Linked DNA regions of Mus musculus: region 1 is linked to region 2. The links are chromatin contacts, called in public HiChIP or PLAC-seq maps. All regions are on one chromosome and are shown on one strand. Each heading gives the region's core, a stretch centred on a gene start, on an enhancer-like site or on the middle of the called end of the contact. The rest is flanking DNA. Distances are from core to core; before and after follow the strand shown. Region 1 has its middle 15 kb from the start of Gm46430. Region 2 overlaps LOC115488130 (zinc finger protein 120-like).

What was found. HiChIP or PLAC-seq counts read pairs in DNA pulled down with a chosen protein or histone mark.
Region 1: an H3K4me3 HiChIP or PLAC-seq map of embryonic stem cells shows a contact between it and region 2, with 2.4 times the contacts expected there. The contact joins two enhancer-like sites. A contact is called at or near these places in 3 of 115 datasets of contacts at active chromatin or transcription factors (bone marrow-derived macrophages, embryonic stem cells and stem cell-derived neural progenitor cells) and 1 of 9 other capture datasets (liver).

Annotation. Positions count from the first base shown.
Region 1 is chr13:74,600,675-74,603,374 of GRCm38.p6, reverse strand. No RefSeq gene overlaps it. Among named protein-coding and RNA genes, the nearest start is that of Gm46430, 15 kb to the left of the region's middle. Within about 2 kb of position 1,399, at least 6 of the 459 cell types and tissues checked have an H3K27ac peak or open chromatin away from gene starts, as enhancers often do. A contact at or near this core is called in embryonic stem cells, where this site is marked.
Region 2 is chr13:74,429,578-74,432,277 of GRCm38.p6, reverse strand. It overlaps LOC115488130 (zinc finger protein 120-like), which reads left to right. Exons shown (of 2, transcript XM_030247499.1): 2 at 1-20. E430024I08Rik (a long non-coding RNA gene) reads left to right here. Exons shown (of 8, transcript XR_003950546.1): 8 at 1-54. Among named protein-coding and RNA genes, the nearest start is that of Gm41004, 14 kb to the right of the region's middle. Within about 2 kb of position 1,442, at least 2 of the 459 cell types and tissues checked have an H3K27ac peak or open chromatin away from gene starts, as enhancers often do. A contact at or near this core is called in embryonic stem cells, where this site is marked.

The sequences.
Region 1 (2,700 bases), core at 150-2,649, 170 kb before region 2:
GTATGGAGACAATTTCACATTACATAAATAGTTATACCTCTTCCCCCGATAAAACTACTGGCCAGCCATGTCCTCTTTTTTTTTTTTTTTAATAAAGAATTAGTATCATTTTAAAAGTTTTGCTGTGATCACTTTAAGTGTATCTATAGGCATGAAGGTAGTTGCATTTTAATTTAGAAATAGGGAAGAAGCTCCATGCTGGATCTTTAAATTATTATACTGTTTTTAAATAAGACTTTAGTGGTTATGAATATTTTTTAAATTATTAAACTGTTTATGTCAGTATAGTTATACGTATATGTATGTATATGTACATATATATATAATATTTAAAAGCGCATACTCATTATCCTTATATGAGTAAGGACAGTGTTCACTATGAACAACATTTTCTGCTCTATGAGTAGTAAACTCTTTAAAAGTAATTCAGAGTGGCGCACGCCTTTAATCAAAGCACTTGGGAGGCAGAGGCAGGAGGATTTCAGAGTTCGAGGCCAGCCTGGTCTACAGAGTGAGTTCCAGGACAGCCAGGGCTACACAGAGAAACCCTGTCTCAAAAAAACAAAACAAAACAATATGTAGTTCAGAGTCTAATATATGTCTATGAGGGTAGCAGGTTTCTCTGAACTTGGGATTCTGCACATTCCACTTGTATAGATCAGTAGTGGAAAAGGGGATGTGTGCCCTGTACTGTCTTCCCTTGCCTATCCAAAATGGTGGGCGTGGGAGGGACAGTTGCTCAAAAGGGCAGTGCCATTGTGGTAGAATCTGTCTATCTTGTAGTGCGGGCACCTGTGTGAAGAGGGCTAGAATGATGTAAACCTCTTCCCCAGGGCCTGGACCAGCATCTGCCATTTACAAGGGATGGGTGTGAACCAGGATAGAATGATAAGGCGCCAGGAAGGAATTTTCCTCCAGAGCTGGAGGGAATTGGACTGCTGGCTTAAGATTCTTTGAGAGCTCCATCAATTTGTACTGTAAGGTCATTGGGATAGGTGGTAGGAAAGGCTTTAGCTACTTATGGGGCTCTCCACCAGATACTGCCAGACCATGTTGTTTGGAACCTGGTCAGGGTGCCCAGGATTTACATACACAATACTTTGAACCAAGTAGATAGTAGGAAGGTGGAAAGTGTGTGCTTCCGGCCAACCCACTTTAAAAGCAGGCCATTCTTTCCAGGAAAAAACCGGCCTGTGTTTGCACTGGTGTTCTCTGACTCCAACAGAAAGGAGTCCAGAGACAAGAAGGCAGCCTATCCCTGGAGCGGGCTCTCCCAGCTGGGAAGAACCTGATAGCTTCCATCAGAACCTGTGTCAGAATGGAGCTCTCTGCAACTGCATCTGAAGGGAGCTGGAGAGCACCTCTCATCCCCAAGGCCAGGAGGAAGTTACCAGCTTGACTGCCCTACCTCCTTTGGCCTTCAGGTTGTGAAGACAAAAGAAATCACCCCACAGAGAGCAAGACAAAAGGCTACTCAGAACTTGACAAAGTCAAGATACACACAGCAAACTCAGACACACCCTGACTTGCCCATTGCTAGGAGAGTCCATTGCTCTCAACAACAATAACAACCCTCTCTACTATCAAGTCAAGAGGGACCCCTTCGATTCCCTGCCAATGCACTAAATGTAATGGTCTGCAAAATCTCTGAAGGAAGGCCCCAGACTTAGTATGCAAAACCAAAGAATGTTTATTCTGAAAAACACAATAGCATTCAAGGATTTAAGGACTCAAGGACTTAATCATTCTCTAGAATGAGGACCCCACATAAACCAGGAGACTCTCTAGGAAGATTAGGTAATCTAAAATTGCATTGGTGGGCTCTAGCGGGTCAGCGGCCTGCATTCCTATGTCATGAACATTGAACCATGTGATGAAATAGGGCTACAGATGGCCCATTCTGAGATAAGACATTTCTCCGTTTTTGTGGTTATCCCCAGGCTGTACTTCGGGAGAGGGTTTTATGATCTTGTGCTGGATTTTATGGTCTGCTTCTAGAGCTGGTGTCTGAATACCTAGTTTCTGAGACTTATGGTCTGTTCTTGTAGTTGGTATCTTCCAGCGTGGACTCAGGCCTGGTCCTCAAAATGGAAACAATTGGGGTTTATATTACCCTTCTAAAACAACACCCAAGATCTGGACAACCTGCTGTGGCTGCTTATAACACAGACTGTTGCTTTTTTGTCTGAAAATGCACAACCTGAGAGAAAGGTATGGATAATATTTGGTGTCCTCTAATACATATGTCTAGACCCTGAACAATACCCAACCATAAAGCCTCTTTAAACATTTAAAATGATTTTGGGAATTAAAATTAAATCATTTCAACTTTCTCATTTTTTCTAGTGCTAAGTCTCAAACACTAGGACAAAGGGCTGAGGTGCTATTTAACAATTGAAAACAAACCTGGTTCTCAGGTTCTCCCTGACATTCCTCAGCTCCTACCCATTACAAGGTATGCCTGACTGGCCTATCCTCCCTCTAAGCCCAGAGGTTGGTCTGTCCTTCTCCCAGCTGCCCTTCCTATGTGATCCAACCATTTTAGTTACCTTGTCTTTTTCATTTTATTATTTGATATCTTGACTCATAGGTTATTTCTTCGCTATCAAACTAGATTGGAGTGTATTAAAATGCTGGATTATTGGGAAACTGCTCTGCGCACAATTGCCCTAGGACAGGGAAGTCACCTTCGGGAGGAGA
Region 2 (2,700 bases), core at 193-2,692:
AACTAAACTCTGTTAAACAACTATATAAAAAATAAAAATACATATGTAACTTTATACAATATTGCTACATTAATTTTATATGAAACATATACAAAGTGATACATAAAAATGTTAAATGTCTAAATCCATTCTCCAAAGCAAAAATAAAAGGGTCACCATCTAAGTAAGCTTGGTTATTTGATAAGAAGAAAATGAAAATGAGTCACCTGTCATCCATTGCTATTGTCTTCGTTCATTGAGCTCAGTGGCCTCCTGAAGCACCCAGCTTGTCATCTACTAATGAGAAGTTAGGTTATTTTATATTTTATGCCACCATGAATCTAACTGTAACAAGCATGAGAATTCTGATTCTTCTTAAAAATTAATTTCAGGGGCTGGTGAGATGGCTCAGTGGGTAAGAGTACCCAACTGCTCTTCCAAAGGTCCGGAGTTCAAATCCCAGCAACCACATGGTGGCTCACAACCATCCGTAACAAGATCTGACGCCCTCTTCTGGTGTGTCGTGTCTGAAGGCAGCTACAGTGTACTTACATATAATAAATAAATAAATCTTTTTAAAAAATTAATTTCAAGTGCATGGAAAATGTATGGAGGTGATTTCTGGAATTCCTGGCAATTTTGTCATTTTATGAGAATTCTGTATACTGTAGACACATATAAACACGGTAGAATAAGAATGTATAGAGAACATGGTTTCCTGGTTTTGTTGTAGGTAATGATGTTGTATGGATACAGGTAATATGTCCAAATGCATCAGATACATACACTATTTACATGCCATTTACCTCAAGTATAACCATACAACACTGTTTCAACTAATTTTAGTTGATATCTGTTGTGGATAGCCCTGGTGTTGCTTGTATTTTGATGCTAATTCCGTTCTTCTGGGAGGAGGTGTGAACAAGCAAGGAATTACTCTCAGGTGACTTCTTGTGAACCTTCTCCCTTAATTTGTAAAATAAAAGCTAGAGCCAGTGACTGGGCAGGAGAAGGGAAGGTAGAGCTGTAAGGTTGAGAGAGAAGGAGGAGAAGAGAGGGCAATGGAGGAGCGGGTGGAAGGAAAGTGGAGCCGAAGCATGTGGCTCGGAGAAACTGCAAGGTAGAAGGGATCTCATAGATGGGGAAGATGGTAGTGTAGTGGTAGATGTGCCCAATATAGGCATGCAGCTTGTATTCATATTAATTGAGTTGTGTTTTCTTCATCCGGGCTTATTTGGGTTAGAGATTTACCGCAACAAAATAGTGCCCAACATATTGATTAGAACTCAACTCACCGGAGATAAAAGACCACTGCCCCTCAACCTCAAATATGGCTTGGGCAGTGATCTAGGCTGCAGCAGTGTTTATTGAAAGCCGACTGGGTTTGAGGGGCCTACAGAGAACAGCCAGGGGCAGCACCCCAGCCTGAAGCTGGGCTTGAGCAGTGCTGTGTAAGAATTGCAAGGAGGGACAGGTGACGCTGGAACACAACTGCCTGAGAGGTAGTTTTCAGGCAGACACAGTGAACTGATCTGGGCATCTGCCCAGGAGAGTCTTTTCTGTGTTCGCTTCCCTGTACCTCCACCCCCCAAGCCCCACTCCATATCTAGGACAGCCAGACTGGATCTCCAGACTGCTTGCTTGCACTGTGGGTTGCCTGAGATCAGCACACAAGCACACACTGCCAGCTGCAACCCAAACAGGGACACAGAAGATGCGGGTCTTTCTACACTCAGCCCCTCCTTGTAAATACAAGAATCAGGATACAAAGGTACAAAGGGCTCTGGACAAGGGAATAAATTGATACTTAAAGATGAGAAACATGGGCTGGAGAGAATGCTCAGCGGTTAAGAGCACTGACTGCTCTTCCAAAGGTCCTGAGTTCAAATCCCAACAACCATCCATAATGAGATCTGATGGCCTCTTCTGCTATGCCTGAAGACAGCTACCATATACTTAGATATAATAAATAAATCCTTAAAAAAAAGACAATAAATATCTTTTGGGCTTTTCGTAATGATATTTTGAATGGTTTGACAGGGATGGATTTAAAGGAAATACAGACCTTATTATTTACTGGTATTGCCATATTCTCTTAATTTACTATGTCTTCTAAAAAACAGAACCTTAGAAAAAAATTCCTTGTCTTAGAAAAGAGATTACAAGTAACACTACAACTAAAGATTGAGGATTTTATTGGGCAAAAGAAACAAAGTCTAGTGAATAATTTACTAAAGCTAGCAAATCAAAATAAGGCAGATGCTGCAATATTAGAATTACAACATAAAGAGAAGCAGGGCTTAGAACAGAAGACACAGGAATTATAGAACAGCATGAACAACAGAAAGAGAAGCTTAAGACGTGGCAATGTGGCCTAGAGGAAACACTAGAATTGAAGACACAGGAAATTGTAGATCAGAATAAGAGACAGAAACATGAAAATGAAGGTGGGAGACTAGAGGTGGAAAATATGCTAGAAGCAAGGATGCAGCAGCGCACAAATCAGACTGAGCAGCAGAGAGAAAATAATGATTGGGAGCAAGACTTGGAGAATAAACCTTTTAAAATGAATCAATCAAAACAAAATGGACAGCAGACTATCAGAATTGCAATATAAAGAAAAAGTCAAAATGTGGAGGCAGAACCTTCAACAGAGAACACAGGAACTCAAGGAACAGGAAGAGCAACAACAGAAGAGATAAGAAGCGTGGACACAGACAT